Linked DNA regions of Mus musculus: region 2 is linked to region 1. Evidence: chromatin contacts called from public promoter capture Hi-C data. All regions are on one chromosome and are shown on one strand. Each heading gives the region's core, a stretch centred on a gene start, on an enhancer-like site or on the middle of the called end of the contact. The rest is flanking DNA. Distances are from core to core; before and after follow the strand shown.

Evidence for each region. Promoter capture Hi-C pulls out the DNA fragments that hold promoters and counts their contacts.
Region 2: a promoter capture Hi-C map of hippocampal neurons shows a contact between it and region 1, with 3 times the contacts expected there. The contact joins the promoter of Fam124a here to the promoter of Kpna3 in region 1. A contact is called at or near these places in 3 of 39 promoter capture datasets (the 3T3-L1 cell line, hippocampal neurons and stem cell-derived epiblast-like cells) and 1 of 115 datasets of contacts at active chromatin or transcription factors (astrocytes).

What each region holds. Positions count from the first base shown.
Region 1 is chr14:61,438,478-61,441,600 of GRCm38.p6, forward strand. It overlaps Kpna3 (karyopherin (importin) alpha 3), which reads right to left and starts at 1,470. Exons shown (of 17, transcript NM_008466.5): 1 at 1,246-1,470. The coding sequence starts at 1,314.
Region 2 is chr14:62,554,298-62,557,420 of GRCm38.p6, forward strand. Fam124a (family with sequence similarity 124, member A) reads left to right here and starts at 1,440. Exons shown (of 4, transcript NM_001243857.1): 1 at 1,440-1,617. The coding sequence starts at 1,556.

The sequences.
Region 1 (3,123 bases), core at 220-2,719:
ATATTCCCCCAGGTTTTTTCCAATTCACACTTAACTGTGTAGCCCTGAAAAATGGCCCAGCTTCCTCTGCTTCTTAGCCAAACCAAACCCTGTATTTACTAACTAGCCTCTTACCAAAAACTATTGGACTATACAAATCATATTCCCTACTATTAGAATAGAGAAAAGGGGATGGGCTTAAAACTATTTCCCCCATCAAATCCAGAGGTTGGGTCCCAGTGAAGTTTGTGCTATTACACTTCATTGGTTTTAGTAGGAGCAGTGAGACCTCTAGCGCTACCTCAATAAGCAGAGTTTGCAAATAGTAGCTGCTAATGTCACCTTAATGAGACAATGGCAACATGCTGAGTAGCAGCAAACTGAGTGACCACAATGAATGTTTACAGTTTTGCAACCACTTGGAAAATCTACTAGCTTGGTGGCATGTGGTATATACAAGGACGTAGGAATCTTATGTATCCAATTTATTTCTGCAAAACAGGTGAAAGAAATTATTTTCCTATTATTCACACTTCGACTCCAAGACGAGCTTTAAAAAAACAAAAAACAAAACACAACAAACAAACAAAAAAAAAAACCCAAGATCAGAGGTCTGCACAACCTCCTTCCCAAAGCTTCAACACAATAGATGGTAAACTATTGTCCACCTTTAGCTCGCTCTAAATGCCAGCAGTCACAGGGGTATGAGCTGCAACAGCTCGGGAAGACTGGTCCAAAGGACCGCACTGGAATATAAGAAAATGGTCTTGGCGCATCCTACCCTCCCCCATCCACCACCCTCAAACAAGTCAGTTACCCGGCTGGTCCCCACCCCCCTCTGAGGGCTGCCACCGCCCGCCTGGGCCCGGCTCGCACAAGGTAAGCGCGGGGACCGAGGCTCCATGTGCGGCAGCGCGGGAGGCTGCACCGGCTGCGGACACGAGCGGCGGCGCGGCCCGGCCCCGGCGGTGCGGGTGGCACGCGGGCCGGCAGCATCCCGGTCCGTCCTCCCGCGCGGCCCGCGGACCCCGCCTCGGCTCCACATCCCTTCCCCTCCGACGCCAGGCCGCGCCCGCGCAGCGGGGCCGAGCGCTCAGTGGTCCCAGGTGCCGCGCTAGTCGCTCAGAGGGCGGCTGCTGCCCGGGCCGCGGCGCCCCGAGGCGGCGGCCAACTCCGACTGACCGCCAGCCGGCGAGAGCCAGCGGCCGCGGCCCCCGCCCCTCCCCTCCCAGCCGCCCGGCCCGGCCGGCCCCGGAGCACACTCGCCTCCACATCGCGGCCCTTGTTCTTGAAGCTCTTGATGCGGTGGTTCTCCAAGCCGGGGTTCTCGGCCATGGCTGCGCGCGGCTCCGGAGGCGTCTGCTCCTGCGGCGGCGGCGGCGAGTCGAGCGGGAGGGGACGAAGGGGGAGGAGCGCGCGCTCCGTGACGCCTGGAGCGCGAGGTGGCCGCGGCGCGGGGGCGGCGCTGAGGAGAGGCGCGCGCCGGAGAAGGCCAGGGCGCTGGCCTGCCGGCTGTCGCGGTGACCCTGCCCTCACCCCTTCGTAGGGCCTCCCCACAGCCGCTAGTCATGTGCTAGAAATGGAGCCCGACCTAGTCGCTTTTACCGCCACCGCTGAAGCGGGGCGGAGGGCGGAAACTACAGTTCCCAGCATGCCAGGCGCGGGTCTGAGCCACGCCGTGAGAGGACGAGAAGCATGCCGGGAGGGCTGTGCGCGCGCTTTCGGCTCGGCGCTCTCTGAGCGCGGGCTCGAAGCCCCACCTCTGGGCGGGGTGGTGGGCGGGGAAACTCTGGAGATGGCACCTTGCGGCCTATCGGGAGAGAGAGGCGGAGCTTCGGGGGCGCACCTTGCTCCCTACAGCTTGGAAAATTAGAAAAAGAACGGCCACGCGTGCTTTGCGCTTTTGGCTTCTTTAGGGTCTCCTCAAATAGCAGCCACCCTCAAACCCTGTTCTTTTGCTCTGCTTCGGTTTTATAAATAGCACGCTTGTTTCCACTCCACAAATACATGTGAGTGTGATGTGTGTGTTTATGCTTGCTTCTTGCACCTCTATTAAACTCAATGAGAACAGAGACATTGTTGGTCTCAAAAATCTGTCAGATCAAAACAGTAACTAGTAAATTCTCATTAAAAAAGAAAATGTGTTCTAGTATCCCCTGATTTCTCCAAGCATCCTTGTGCAGCCTTCACTTTGGCAGCCCTACCTTTCTATGACCCCATGCCTTAGTCCACCTTAACACACAATGTAACCTTCAGGCAGTTAATCAGACCCTAGGGCTGCAGACTCCAGACTGCCATCTCCCTTTAGCTTCTCATTGGAACAATAACAGGTTTTGGTTGATTTGGGTTGGTTGGTTGTTTTGTTTTTTGTTTTGCTTTTGTTTTTACAGCAGGTGGACTTTATTTGATTATTATCTGAGACTATTACATTTCAGAATTGTCTTAATTAGGGTTTCTATTGCTGTAAAGAGACACCATGATCATGGCAACTCTTATAAAGGAAAACATTTCATTGGAGCTGGTTTACAGTTCAGAGGTTCAGTCTATTATCATCATGGCAGGAAGCTTGGAGGTATGCAGGCAGACAGTGCTAGAGAAGGAGCTGCGAGTTCTACATCTTGGTCCGCAGGCAGCAGAAAGGGACTGTGCCCCAGGAGGGACCTAGCTTGAGCATAGGAGACCCAATGCCCACCCCATAGTGTCATATTTCCTCCTAATACTGCCACTCCCTATGGGCCAAGCAATCAAACACATGAGGCTAGGAGGCCATTCCTATTCAAACCACCACAAGAATCTTCTGCCAATATAAGCTTATGTGAAGTGTTATGCTACATACGATCAAAATAAGCCAGGTCAGAGTTTGGTAGAAATATACCATAAAGAACTCAGTTAAGACAATCTTCAGAAGAAGAGGAACCTGAAAGTCAAGAGCTGGCAGCTGAAAGACCAAGCTATCACCCAAATGTGTTTTGTGAGTGGCTGGTTATGGTCAATTGATAAGTACAGAAAAGGATTTAGACCATGTTTGCCCTACTGGAGTATGGTCTACTAATGCCAGAAGTGTTTTCTCGGGGAAAAAAAAAAACGAAAACAAAAAAAAAAAAACATAAACCTGCATTTTAGTCTCCGTATTTTATTTTATTT
Region 2 (3,123 bases), core at 190-2,689, 1.1 Mb after region 1:
AAGGTTTAGGGAAGGCTATTCAGATTTGGCATAGGCACACTTACCGATATTTTTTTTTCCTGATCGATACTGCATTTCTACTCTGCTTTTGTCTACTGCCCTTCTCTTTTGTGTAATGTGTTTAAAATTAGAGTCCGAAAGCAATGACAAATATGTAAAGTGGGAAGAGCAGGAGAGAGAGAGGGAGAGAGAGAGAGAGAGGGAGGGAGGGAGGGAGGGAGGGAGGGAGGGAGGGAAGGAAGGAAGGAAGGAAGGAAGGAAGGAAGGAAGGAAGGAAGGAAGGAAGGAAGGAAGAGGATTGTTCTTCACAGCTTGTCACACAGAAGTGACACCGCTGTGCCAGTTGAGAGGGCATGCAGGTAGCTAGCCTTCACCTGGGACACTGACAGCTCCCGTAACCAGTACTTGGCATGTAGCAGAACTCACACGCAAACTGTTTTACAGACATGATCTCTTGTAACTCAAAATGGAGGTTCAGGGACGATCACAGACGTGATCTCTTGTAACTCACAACAGACAGAGAAGATAGCAGTAGCCCAATATGCGAAAAAATTAAGGCTCCAGGAGGTTAAATAACTTGTCTGAAAAGAAAAGATGACAGGGTCATAGCTGGTTGGCAGAACATGCTCAAGGTTGCGTCTTCAGCACTACCCTACAAAAGCGAATACGACATACACTTAAGTGCCTTCCACTGCTTCTAATGACAACACCACCAGAATTAAGTCTAAGTTGTTCTTACCCCACCACCGCCGCCGCTCCCAAGTTGCCTCACTGGCTAGAGTGGAAAAATGACTTCCTGCTACTTCAATTATTAACCCATCCTAAGGGATGGCTGGGTTTAACAACGTCAATGTCCATCACCCTCTTGCTGCCAGACCCCTTTGAATGGAAGCACACCCAGGACTCTTCGTGTTATTTTAAGATAGATAACAAAAGAATACATTCTCTAGCAAGTTGGGTCAGTGAGCAAGGCGATAATGAATTCAACGTCTGCAGTTCTGAGAAACACCCACGTGTTTTAACTGGTCCTCAAATGGCGATATCACACTCTGCCCTGGTTGCGCTGGTGGGTGTTTCCCAGTACTGCTCGCAGAATGGGGCTGAAAAAAATCTCTGGGCAAGCCCGGGGACTCCAGACTCTTTACTGTGGACCCAGGGGAGGGCAGCTTTGCTACTAGACTCCATACATGGGGCCCGCACCAGTCACTATAGAACGCACAGCGCTGGCATGCACCAGGCGGGTTGCAAGATAAATACTGCACGCCCACTGCACTCCACGCCCACTGCACTCCTCGCTCATGGAGAGAGTCCATCCCCCGGCACCTCCCGCACTCACGCTCGCGCTCGTGCACACGCGCGCATCCCGTGCACCCGCTCGGATCCTCGCCTGGTGGCACCCGGCGCGCCCGCGCAGCGCCGAGCGGAGGGCGGGGAGGGCGCGGCCGCGAGAGGGCGCGGCGAGCGGCTTCCTCGCGGGGCCGGGTTGTTGCGGAGGCCGGAGACGAGGCTCTCGGAGGGTCCCCGGGGCCGAGGGAGCGCGGACGGCACGCGCGCCATGAACCCGAAGGCGGGCGGTGAGGAAGAGGACTGCGTGGACTCTGGCGCCGAGACCGGAGGGTGAGCTGAGCCCAGCCGGGCGGGGCGGGAGCTCAGTACTTGCGCTCGGGAGCCCGAGCTGGGGAGGCAGTCCTGGGGTTGGGGTGCAGTATCTGCGAGCCAGCGGCATGGTCTGTGGTTGCCTGGGTCAGGGTGGGAAGGGGCGAGAAGAACCCCACCCCGGGCTGCTAGGTGATGGGACCCGAGGTTCAGCGTCGTTCCTCGCAGCCCTGTGGCCCCACGGTGCCAGGTTCAGCCACTATCCCCCTTCACCTAGAGATGCGCCTGCACTTGTTCCAGCCAGGCAACTCTGATAGCTTTGGAGCCCCAGGCTGCTGAGGAGGAAAGCAGGTGGAGAGGGTGGGACACCAGCACAGGAAAAAGACTCCGAAGCCGGCTAGGAGGACTTCATATCTCACTTATACTGTGCTGCTGAGCGGCCTCTCCACCCCGCCAGCCTGGAGTACCCACAGGATGCTGTGATGGGGTCTTGTGTGCTTCAATGGACTCAGTAATTAGCTCCAACCTTTGGAGGCTAATTAGTCCTCTCCCAACAGCAGTTTTCCTGAGTAGGACAAAAGACGGAATGCATTTTCAGAAACCAATGTCCCGTGATGGTCTCCACCCAGCCCATATCTAGAGGATTTTCCTGTGCACAGTCAGCACCACAGCCAGGATACAAGTGCTACCCCAGTAGGAACGTGTGTCTTTTCCTATCTAGAGAAGTCCTGCTAGAGGTCAGGGGCTACCCAGGCTACAGAAGACCTCGGAATTCCTGGAAGGTGGAGAGGTTTCAAACTAATATTAGGATTTGGCAATCTACTGAGAACAGGGAGGGAGGCCAGTTCCAGAATGGACCTATGTTCTGACCTAACCCACGAAAGCGTCCCTCAAGCTCGTCCTGCCTCCCAACCCCACCCCTCCTTGCAGCCTTCTCCACCAGCCCAACCCTAAATCTGGACTGTCATTCTTCCCTACACAGCAGGCTTTCTCTTGTTACCCAACCATGGTAACCGTGACAGAGGAGTAACTTGATTTGATGTCCCCACCCCTGCCCACCATTGCTTTTGCTTCAATTCTGTTGGTGTACAGTTGTCAACTTAGTTTATTTCCTGATATTTTGGTGCTGGAGTTCCAACCTAAGTACAATAGACAAGGATTCTTTCACTAACTCACACTGCCATTATGTATCAACTTTAGTTGACCATCTTTGGCTCTTCTCCCCTCCCCCATGGTTAGTTGAACCATGAATAGAAGAAACAAAGCAAATATTGCCTGCTGTGTTATAGTTGGCATGAAGCAGTCACTGTCCCACTAATTTTCAACTTGAAGGGCTTACCTAAAGCAGATGTTTGCCCAAGGGTCTTGCCTTGGAGAAGAGGAAGTAGCGCTGTCTTTGAGGGGTGTCTTCACCCTAAAAGCCAGACTAGTATGACTACCAGGACACTTGGGATGAGCTAGTTAATATGGGGACACCCGTGCTTCTAGTTCCTACTTGTCATTAAAGAGTGTTGCTGTAACAGGACA